Linked DNA regions of Zea mays: region 1 is linked to region 2. The links are chromatin contacts, called in public Hi-C maps. All regions are on one chromosome and are shown on one strand. Each heading gives the region's core, a stretch centred on a gene start, on an enhancer-like site or on the middle of the called end of the contact. The rest is flanking DNA. Distances are from core to core; before and after follow the strand shown.

Region 1 (5,553 bases), core at 781-3,280, 200 kb before region 2:
CGCAAAGAAATATATTACATTAATGTACACATAGATATACAATGTTTAACTCATACGAATATTACATCACACAAATGTTGCATGTCCTAGCTACACAAAAGTCTAGTCTTCCTTCAAAATCTTCTTAGCAGCTTCGTTCAGAAGTTTGTTGACAGCTTCGTCAACAGCTTCTTCAGCAATTCTTATAGTTTCTAGTGCTGCCTTCATTGCTGGATCAGCTTTGGGATCATAGGGCTCAGGTGGCGGCGAATGTTCAGCTACAGTAAAAGTAATATGTTGTTAATCTGAAGCCAGAAAAAATACTAAAGCTATGAAACAGTAAAATACCTATGCGCCTTGCACGCTCGGCAGCCTCTTCGGCTCGCTTGGCTTCTTCTCGTGCTTCATGAGTTTGTTTCTCATTCTTCTTTATAGCTTCGTCGGCTAGTTCTCGGCCGCCTTTCTTCCAAATGTTGGAGTAAAATTTTCCGCCCATCAAAGTCGCCTCAGCCGAAGGATCCTTCGTGTTCTCCACAGTGAAGACAACCTCTGTCTGGGTTGCAGATTTAACGTGTTCGCAGCCAAATATTTCCAAAATTGCTGCAACCCCTCTGGCACCGGCAAAGGCGCAGAAATCACCGCGATCACTAAGGATCTCCTCGAAAGCTTCAGATTTTTCACCAATACATTCGATGATCCCTTCGGGATCACCTCTAATAAATTTTTGCTCGGATGATTAAGCACCCACCTTTGCAAAACTATCTTTCAGCTTCTTGGCAGAATCCAAGGATTTTTCATAATATCTTTCCTTCGAATCCCGAAGCTCATCTGCATTCTTTTTCAATCTGGCGCTAGTCCACTCGATTATTTCCGGCTTTGCCTTAGCCACTTCGAAATCTTCATTCTTCTCGGCAAGCTTTTTCTTTAAATTTTCAATTTCAGCTCTATGAGCTTCGGACTGCGCGACAAGATTGGCTTCACTAGCCTTGACTCTGTCTACTAAGGAAAGCAAAATTTTATCCTTCTCTGTAGCTTCATTCCTTAGTTTGATAACCTCTGACCGAAGGTTACCAAGGTGTAAGGTCCAAAATGTGTATAAAAAATAACAAAATAAATATATGAAGTGATAAAATAGTAAATTCAGAAATCTCAAATTATACTAGAGTGTTGAAATTTGAGGACTGAATTTTGAAAACCAAGAATTATTTCAGAAAAGAAGTAATAGAAAAGTTTTCTATTCAACTAAAACAGTAAGCACATCATCAAATGATGCACCATAAGCATTTAGTTACATAAATATCTGAGTTTGAAGTAACTTTTAATTCTTGTCCCACAATCAAAATAACATTTTCCTAAAAAGAGAGGAACAATATGAGTGTGTCTCATATCTCAAACATTTAATCAATTAAAATAAATGTATATCTATGGTTTCATAATTAATTTGGAGTATGTAGTGAAAATGTGAATTCCTAAACTTTATCTTAGATTGGAATTATAATTTTGTAATGTCAAAATATAATAATATGGGAATTCAAATTATGAATATGAAAATAAGAAAGGAAATATGCTATACAAAATAAATAAGTAAATAAATATAATCTGTCCATACTAGTATGTTTATTTTGTACATTAACTTGAGTACAAATTAACATCCATAGTTGAATTCAAATTGTGAATTTAAAATAGAAAATGAGAAAGAAAACAATTTAGGGAACCATTTATTCCTTTGGTAAATAAATGACAAGGAAAATAAATAATAACATGATTGACAGTAGATTTTAAATTCCCATTAGGATATGTTTTATTTTTGGAATTCCGAAATCCAAAAATATAAATTGACTTCAGTTTGAATACTTGAAGTTTGGAAATTCAAAAGAAATTATTAAAAAGGAAAATCAAAAACAGAAAAAGAAAACAATAAACTCATTCGACCACTGGGCCGATTGTTCTCCCGTCGACCCATTTCTCCTTCCCTCTTCTTGGCCCATTCCCAGACTTTCCACCCGCGCAGCCCAATCGCCAGAAGACCGCGCGCCGACGTGCGGGCCCAGGATGGCGGTCACCTGGGCGCCGCGCACCTCTGACTGGTGGGTCAGGGAAGCCAGGTTGCCCTTCACTTCATGCGACGGCGGCTGAAACCATCACCACGAAATCCGCGGAGGTCGGCGCAACAAACCCGCGAGCTTCGCCCCTCCCTTCGATTACTTAAGGCCGGGTCGTGGATCCCCGCATTTAACCCTGGACTATCGCGCGCCACCTCGTCACAGCCACACACACATCCGTGAGAGCCGCCGAGGGCAGTACAACGAGCGAACGCCGCCGGCGGGCTGCTCCGGGTAATCAGGGCTAGGGCGCATCATGGGCGCGTTAGTGAGAGTCTTAGGGGTCGCGCCGTGCGGGATTTCTCACTGGGGCCATCTCAATTACTCACAGGCGTCGTGATTTCCGCCGAACACCGTTGCGCGCCGTGGATAGGAATACCTGGAGCTTAATCACCGGTAAGAGGCCTTCCAACGTGCTTGTCTTTGTCTCCGCGACACGTAGCACACTTTCGCAAGACTATTCGGGCCGGGATCGCTGCGATGGTGTGCTCCGGCGTACTCTCCGGCGTGGGCGCGGGTGCCTTGCTCGGCCTTGGACGCGGGGTAGAAGAAGCACTCTGCACCGTTGGATCTGGATGAATGGTGTAGATTAGAATGCCAAATACCCTTTCGTCGTATTAGATCTGAGTCGTAGGTATTGGAATGGATGGGCAGGATTGGATCGTGGCGTGGTCGTGTGTGGGCCGCTGATCCATGATAGGGACGCTGTTGATCGCCGTTACCTTTAAGTACTGGCGTGCTCGGGGCTGTTGGATCTAATCTGACGGCTGTGAATACACGATACCCCTTCACCGCGCACTTTTCTAATGAGCCCCTGTTGAGTTACGAAATGAACCCGCGGTCCATAAACAGTATAGGGAGGTTTAATCTATGCCCCTGGAACTTACATTTTAGCCCCTGTAAAACCACAGAATTGTGCGCCCAGTCCAGGAATTAAAGAAAACAGGAAAAAGGAAATTTAGAAATTGATTTTGAGTATAAAAATAATTGTAGAACTTGTTTAATTCATATAAAAGTCATATGAAGTCCAAATCAATCCATTCCAATTTCTATAATTTTATAATATTATTGTTTATTCATTAGTGCCACTGTTTTGTACAAGAAAGTCACATTAAAATTTATATCCTATTTGAAAGTCGCCTAGAGGGGGTGAATAGGCAAATCTAAAATTTATAAACTTTAAGCACACCTACAAGCCGGGGTTAGCGTTAGAAATATAATCGAGTCTAAAAGAGAGGGCGAAAATAAACCACAAGCAAATAAGAGCGGATGACACGGTGATTTGTTTTACCGAGGTTCGGTTCTTGCAAACCTACTCCCCGTTGAGGTGGTCACAAAGACCGGACCTCTTTCAACCCTTTCCCTCTCTCAAACGGTCACCTAGACTGAGTGAGCTTTTCTCTTCAATCAAACGGGACACTTAGTCCACTACAAGGACCACCACAACTTGGCGTCTCTTGCTTTGATTACAATGATCTTGGGAACAAGAAAGGAGGAGGAAGAAAAGCGATCCAAGCGCAAGAGCTCAAAAGAACACAACGAAACTCTCTCTTCTAGTCACTAATGCTTTGAGTGGAATTGGGACTTGGAGAGATTTTGATTCACTCTATTTGTGTCTTGTATTGAATGCACTAGCTCTAGTATTGAATGTGTTGGCTGAAAACTTGGATGCTTTGAAGTGTTGGTGGTTGGGGGTATTTATAGCCCCAACCACCAAAGTGGCCGTTGGGGAAGGCTGCTGTCGCAGGGCGCAACGGACAGTCCGGTACGCCACCGAACACTGTCCGGTGCGCCAGCCACGTCACCCAACCGTTAGGGTTCGACTGTTGGAGCTTCTGACATGTGGGCCACCGGACAATCCGGTGGTGCACCGAGCATGTCCTGTTCACTGTACGGTGTGCCATCTGGCACCTGCTCTGACTCTGCGCGCGCAGTCGGCACCGTTCACTTTTGCAGTCGACCATTGGCGCTGTAGCCGTTACTCCGCTTGGCACACCGAACAGTCCGGTGCTACACCGGACAGTCCGATGAATTATAACAGAGGATAATTCCAGAAACCCGAAGGTGGTAAGTTTGGAGTGATTCTCCATGGTGCACCGGACAGTCCGATGCGCCAGACCAGGGCTGCCTTCAGTTGTCTTTTGCTCTTTTTATTTGAACCCTTTCTTGGACTTTTTATTGGTTTGTGTTGAACCTTTGGCACCTGTAGAACTTATAATCTAGAGCAAACTAGTTAGTCCAATTATTTGTGTTGGGCAATTCAACCACCAAAATCATTTAGGAAAAGGTGTGACCATATTTCCCTTTCAATCTCCCCCTTTTTGGTGATTGATGCCAACACAAACCAAAGCAAATACATAAGTGCATAATTGAACTAGTTTGCATAAGGTAAGTGCAAAGGTTACTTGGAATTAAACCAATTTACATTTCATAAGATATGCATGGATGCTTTCTTCTAATTTAACATTTTGGACCACGCTTGCACCAATTGTTTTTTTGCAAATATTTTTGGAAACTCTTTTCAAAGTCTTTTTGCAAATAGTCAAAAGTATATGAATATGATTTTGAGAAGCATTTTCAAGATTTGAAATTTTCTCCCCCTGTTTCAAATGCTTTTACTTTGACTCAACAAAACTTCCCCTTAATGAAATTCTCCTCTTAGTGTTCAAGAGGGTTTTAGATATGAATTTTGAAAGAGGTCATACCAATTTGAAATTATATAAAAAATAAGATACCAATTGAAAAACTTCTTTAATACAAATTGAAAAACTACAAATTTTGAAATTGGTGGTGGTGCGGTCCTTTTGCTTTGGGCTAATACTTTCTCCCCCTTTGGCACGCCAAAACGGATACTTGTGAGTGAAATACAAGCCCTTTTCAAACTTTCTCCCCCTTTGGCAAATAATATAGGAGTGAAGATTATACCAAATTGGAGAGCGATGCGGAGTGACGACGAAGGATGAATAATTCCATGTAGTGGAGTGGAAGCCTTGTCTTCGCCGAGGACTCCATTTCCCTTTCAATCTATGACTTAGCATGAAATGTACTTAAAAAACACATTAGTCATAGCAAGTGAAAGAGATATGATCAAAGGTATAAATGAGCTATGTATGCAAGGAATCAATCAAAGTTCCTAGAATCAAGAATGTTTAGCTCATGCCTAAGTTTGGTAAAGGTTTTCTCATCTAATGGCTTGGTAAAGATATCGGCTATTTGTTCTTTGGTGCTAACATATGCAATCTCGATATCCCCCTGTCGGGGACCATAATTAGGGGTACCCCCAAGACACCTAATCTCAGCTGGTAACCCCCATCAGCATAAAGCTGCAAAGGCCTGATGGGCATGATTAAGGTCAAGGCTCGGTCCACTCAAGGGACGCGATCTCGCCTCGCCCGAGCCCAGCCTCGGGCCAGGGCAGCCGACCCCGGAGGATTCACCTCTCGCCCGAGGGCCCCCTCAAGCAACGGACACA
Region 2 (6,008 bases), core at 750-3,249:
TTTAAAACATGTGACATTATAAAATAATATTTTTAACATGTAGATAACTTTAATACGAATTTAACGTGACTTGAATGGAGTGAATCGAAATTGTAACGCAAAAGATATCGAATATTCTAATAAATCAAATATCTACGCACATTTAGATGTAACTCCAGGGTCCTTTTTGCACAAATGTCATCTTCTACCTCCCTCCTCTCTTCTCACAGCTGCCATGGCAAGGAGAGGGGTGGGGCGAGCTCGGCCATAGGGTGGAGGGGGCCGCACCGAGGAAGGGGGGTCGTGCCGCGGGGGTGGGGGCAGGGGGGGCGCTCGGCGACAAGGGGAGCAGGGGTAAGGATGGCAATCGGGCAGGTAGGACACGGATATATGGTTCGTGAACCCATACCCGTGAGACAAAATTCAATCCATACTCGTACCCATATATGTTCGTGGGTATGGATTTATACTCATAGTCGTACCCATCGGGTATCCGCTACCCGGCGGATACCCGTTACCCGTAGAGATGACAATGGTTAAAAACCTGCTGGGTATTACTTGCCCAAACCCATACCCACAAAGAAAAAATATGCCCGCTAAAAAACACATACCCATGTCGGGTATAAAATTTTACACAAACCCATGCCTATGGGGTTTCGGTACCCCAACGGGTTTCTCATACCCACTAACATCAACATAAAAAATAATTCATCATGTAAATGACAGTCAATACATTAATAAGCCAGGATAAAAGGAACAAGTGATAACTAATTTTAGCTTAAACTTTGTCACATGAAGTTTATTTCAATTAGAACATATTCAATTAATAATATTATGAGACTTATTTATAAGGAATGCTGATTTTAAGGCGGATTTTAAAAACCCATGGGTTTGCGAGTATGAGTAGTAGAAGAACAAACCCATGCCCACGTACCCATTGGATTTCCATTTGAACCTATTAACAAACCTATGGGTAGAGAAATTGATCCAAACCCATATCCTAATAGAGAAAAAACCCACCAGGTTTCGTGTAGTGGGTACCTATTGCCATCTCTAGTTACCCGCCTGCTCAATATAATTTTATATTCAACACCAAACAATAATTTAATCATATTTCAAAAGTTTGATCATTCTAGCAGCATCAAATGATAATTTTAGCACCAAACAACATGTCATGGAAGAAAATTGAAAAATAGAATTTAGGATAATATATTAAATTAGGATGGCCCACATGTCAGATACCCATCGGGTAATGAGTATGGATACTGGATATCCATATCCGCGAAAACATTATCTATGGGTACCTTATTATATCCATACCTGTATCCATGGATAGAAAATTCCACCATATTGATGCCCAATGGATAATTATCTGCGGTTACTTACCCATACCCGTACCCATTGCCATCCCTAAGCAGGGGAGCCGCAGTATGGGGGGTGGGGGCAGGGGGACGCTTGGCCAGCATGCTGGCTGTAATGCCCAAAAATGTAAATAATGAAGGTGGAATTGAATTACTTGTATGTTTGCCTCTAGTTAATATAAACATGTGAACAAACACATTTTTATTGAGTAATTAACCAATAACCTATAAAATAAATCATGCATCATGCTGGAGTTATTTGTGAGTGCATATAATAATAATAATAAAAATCTATAGAAAGACATCAATGTTCAAACTGGGAATTTAGACCTAAATTTGGAATTTTAGAATTTGGAGAAAGAGAAGCACTAGTCATCACAAAATAAATATTAAAATAGATAAATTCAGCCTATGCCATGTTTAAGTTGGACATTTAATGTGAAGATAAATCTACCACAAAGTTTGAATTTAAATGGAATTTAAATTATGAATTTGGAAATAAAAAGGAAAAGAAAAGAAAAGGGGAAATATAAAAGAAAAAGGGAAAACATCTAATTGGGCCTCGCTGTGTCTAAATTTGGCCCACATAGCCCTTACCATTCGCTCAACCCAGTTCCGGGAATCGGCGCCAACACCACTGGCCCACGCGCCAGACACACACATTCCCTCTCCGCATGGTCCGGTTTGACGCCTGTACCGTGCGTCCCTAGCACCAGGCGGTGACCAGTGGGCTCCGCAGCTCCGCTTGCCATGATCAACCACGCATTGATGGGTGGGCCAGGGTCGTCGGCGCATATGTTCTCTCCCGCCCACGCCCTCTGTCCACCTAGTCCTCGTGCCTGCAATTCCAACGTGGTGGGCGCCATAACGACCACCCCGCAGCTCGTTCTGGCGTAGCTTGCGGGCGAGATCTTCGCGTCATCGTCGGATAAGTGGGCAGACCCCCCTCTCCTCTTCTCCTCGTCTCACCAGTTGTGCCGCACGGAGAGACCGAGAGAAGCCGAGCGCCGTGTGCCACCACGAGAGATCTACTTGCCGTTGACCCAGTCCTCGAGGTGGTGTCCCTAGGCTTCATCTGGCCTGAAGGAAGGTTGACAAAGCCGGGTCGCATGGGATTCGTGGCCAGCACCGCCTGAATTGCTCACCGTCGATCGAAATCCGTCGCCGACTGCAAGCTCCCGCGGTTGAGGCCGTCCGTGCGTCTAGCAGTGGTGAGATGCCTTTCCCGTGTTTCGTCGTACCGTACTCTACGTTTTGCAGTCATTGGCGCGGGTAATCGGGCCGAGAATGAGGGAGACGTTAAGCTCCGATGAGAGCGCCGCCGTGCGTAGGACGCCGCCGGCCGGTATAGGGAAGAAGGTGCACGAGTTTGTGTGAGTCGTTAGATCTTTCAGATGCGGCTCGAATTAGATGTAGGACACCGGTTCGGGGGAAATAAAATCGGGAGCGTTGACGGTTGATCTGATGAACGGCGTCGTTCGGATCCGCATAAAAATCTAGGCCGTAGGATTGAATCCAACGCTCATGATGACATACCACTTCGCGGAGAATTAGATCTAATCTGGGCTGTTGGCTCCCGATCTGACGGCTTGGGTACCGCGGTACCTTTGGGCCAGGGAATTTTATTAAAGAGACCCCGCAGAAGATAGATATCGACCCATAGTCCAGTGCCACTTTGTACTGAGTCTCAAGATTTTACGTAGAAGCCCCTGTACTTATCTGTTTTTGCGCGCGCAGTCCAAACAGAGATTTAATCAGGAATTAATTTAAGAAATGAATTTCTAAGTATAAAAATAACCCTAGAACTTGTTTAATTCCTAAAAAAATCATATTAACTCCAAATTGTTCCATTCCAGTTTCTATAATTTTGTAATAATATTGTTCATCACATAGTGCCTCTATTTTAACATGAACACTGTATTAAAATTGATCTTTTAATTTATCTTGTACCAAACACATAAAGCTTCGAAAATTAATAACTTAAGATCCGTAACTCCGAATTTAGTGATTCTTTTTCCTATGATCTCATTTTAATGTGTAGATTATTAATATGTATTTTGTATACATGTTTAGTGTGATGTTGATTTCTCCTTTGTACTATGCTTGTTTGTATTGTAGCGAGTAGAAGAGCCACTAGCAAAGGAGTCTGGTGTTCAGCAGGTAGAAGTTAATGAGCAGGGGCTCATTGAAGGCAAGTTGTGCCGTTGACCACTTTTATTACCCAATAATGTTCTTTATTATCACTTATCCATGAATAGGCTTAATTTTGATGGGACCCAATTGAAAGGGAAATGCACCCTTGGGCCATTTCTATAAATATTTTGGTGATTAGATGCCCAAGACATATTATATCAAGGTGATGTGTGCCAAGTGTTAAAGAGGTGCAAATAAAGAGTAAAGGTAAGCTCTATACACTTGGTCAATTATTTTATATGCTAAACACTATAGTCTAAGTGCCGGGGACTCAGCTAAGTGAAGTCCAAAAGAATCAAAAGAAGAAAAAGAAAGAAATGAAGAAAAGGTGCTGAACTACGCAACACCGGACGGTATGGAGCTACTCAACGGACAGTCCGGTGTGCACCGGACGATCCGGAGCCAATCACCAGACAGTCCGGTGTGTGCACCGGACAGTTCGGTGCAAGGTCTGCGAACTCCTCGCTCTCAGATTTTTGCTGGCTACGTCGGCTAAAAATCACCAGACAGTCCGTGTGAGGCACCGGACAGTCCGGTGCTCCAACCGTGCAACGGCTATCTGCCACATCGACAAGCGCCAACGGTCACATGGTGCACCGGACGGTCCGGTGCCCCATAGAAAAGGAAGATAGCCAATCAGGGGATTCTGTGCCGCGTACTGTTCACTGTCCAGTGCACCACCGGACAGTGTGGTGCACCGACAAACAGAAGGCAAGAATTGCCTACCAAATGGAGTTCCAACGGCTCCTAGTTGCCTTGGGGCTATAAAAGGGACCCCTAGGCGCATGGAGCACTGAACCAAGCATTCATTAAACATTCTAAGATGCCTAGACTTCGCCACCACGCACTCGGATCATCGTGTTAGAGATTTGAGCACCATTTGAGTTGTAAACTCCCTGCGCCGTGTTTTGTGCTCATGTCTTGGCTTGTGTGCGTGTGTTTGCTGCGATTCTAGTTTTGTGTGTGTTGCTTTCCCTCCCTTACTCTTGTGCTTTTCTTGTGATCAAACATTGTAAGGGCGAGAGGCTCCAACTTGTGGAGATTCCTCGCAAATGGGAAAAGACTACTAAGGAATAAAACCATGGTACTCAAGGTTGATCGTTGATTCACTTGAGAGGGATTGAGTGCAATCCTGGACCGAAGGAGGTCACCACAACGTGGAGTAGGCATTGGCCGAACCACGGGATAAAATCACCAAGTCTCTTGTGCCATCTTTTGTGTGATTGGTTTCTTCTCTCGAGTTCTCGCTTAATCACTTGTGATATTGTTCCATAGTTCATTACTCACTCTAAAGGAACAATCAAGTGAAGAGTTCTCGCTTTAACAACTTGGCTTCAATCTTTCTAACATTTATAAACCAAGTTTGTGCTATTTAGTATTTGATTTTACAGGATCACCTATTCACCCCCCTCTAAGTGCTCTCACCAATAGGTCACCCTAGTCTGATTATCTTGTTACCTTGTTTACCCCTGAATTTTGGGTAGTCATTGCTATTGCTATACATGGTTTTGGGATTAACATTACATTATGATTATGTTCCAATTATTTATTATTTTTCTATTTCTGTTCATGATAAGACTATTATTTAATTGGAACATGGAGCTTAACTTGAGAAACACGTGCCACCACAAGGGTGGAATGGGACGCCCTTGGCTTACTAACTAGGAAAGCTAGTGGAGGACTACCTTACCCGATAAGGGCAAGGGCAGTAGGGGAGTAGGCATGTAGGGAGGTTCCCGGGTTGATTTTACTGTGATGGCGATCAGACGGGGGATTCCTGCATTGCTCTTCCTAGAAACTGTAGCGGGTTTTCTGAAGCTAGTGGAACTTTGTAAAGGCCTCGTAGTGGATCCCTAGCCATTCACCTCGGTAGTGTCTAAAGATCTGGCTCACCTTAGCGACATGGGATACATGACTTGTGGGTACAGGGTACAACCTCTACAGAGTGTAAAACTGGTATACTAGCCGTGCTCGCGGTCATGAGCAGCTCAGGACTCTCCCATGATTAAACTATGGAACTAAATTCAATTTGTCATTTGCATTGCATGGGATTTATTATTAATTTTGTTCTATTATTATTCTGTTTGGTATTTACTTACATTTAGTAACTGCTAATAAAATTTGACCAACTTATTAAAAGCAATACTTAGCTTTAACCCCTATTGTTGATCAGCCTTAGACTTCACATGAACTCCCACCTTTGGTGAGTTCATGCACATTATTCCCCACATCTTTTTGAGCTATGATCTTTTGTGAGCTCACACTTGCGATATATAACCCCCCATAGGAGAAGAACAGGTCGTCCAGGAGGAGCCGTACAACGAGGAGTACGATTTGATCTAGGTGGCTTCTCCCAGTCAACTTTATGGCGCCATGGTTGGACATTAGTTCATTTTATATTTATAATTTATTTTTGTTAGACTTCCGCTATGTAATAATTACTTTTATGATATTGTGACATTTATCTCTATACAC

The links. Hi-C and Micro-C count contacts between places; a contact is called where the count stands out from the background.
Region 1: a Hi-C map of endosperm shows a contact between it and region 2, with 10 times the contacts expected there. The contact joins two enhancer-like sites. A contact is called at or near these places in 3 of 25 Hi-C or Micro-C datasets (bundle sheath, endosperm and leaf mesophyll).

Annotation. Positions count from the first base shown.
Region 1 is chr4:121,351,473-121,357,025 of Zm-B73-REFERENCE-NAM-5.0, reverse strand. No RefSeq gene overlaps it. Among protein-coding and RNA genes, the nearest start is that of LOC100273623, 100 kb to the left of the region's middle. Within about 2 kb of position 2,030, at least 17 of the 20 cell types and tissues checked have an H3K27ac peak or open chromatin away from gene starts, as enhancers often do. A contact at or near this core is called in bundle sheath, endosperm and leaf mesophyll, where this site is marked.
Region 2 is chr4:121,153,787-121,159,794 of Zm-B73-REFERENCE-NAM-5.0, reverse strand. No RefSeq gene overlaps it. Among protein-coding and RNA genes, the nearest start is that of LOC103653626, 41 kb to the left of the region's middle. Within about 2 kb of position 1,999, at least 18 of the 20 cell types and tissues checked have an H3K27ac peak or open chromatin away from gene starts, as enhancers often do. A contact at or near this core is called in bundle sheath, endosperm and leaf mesophyll, where this site is marked.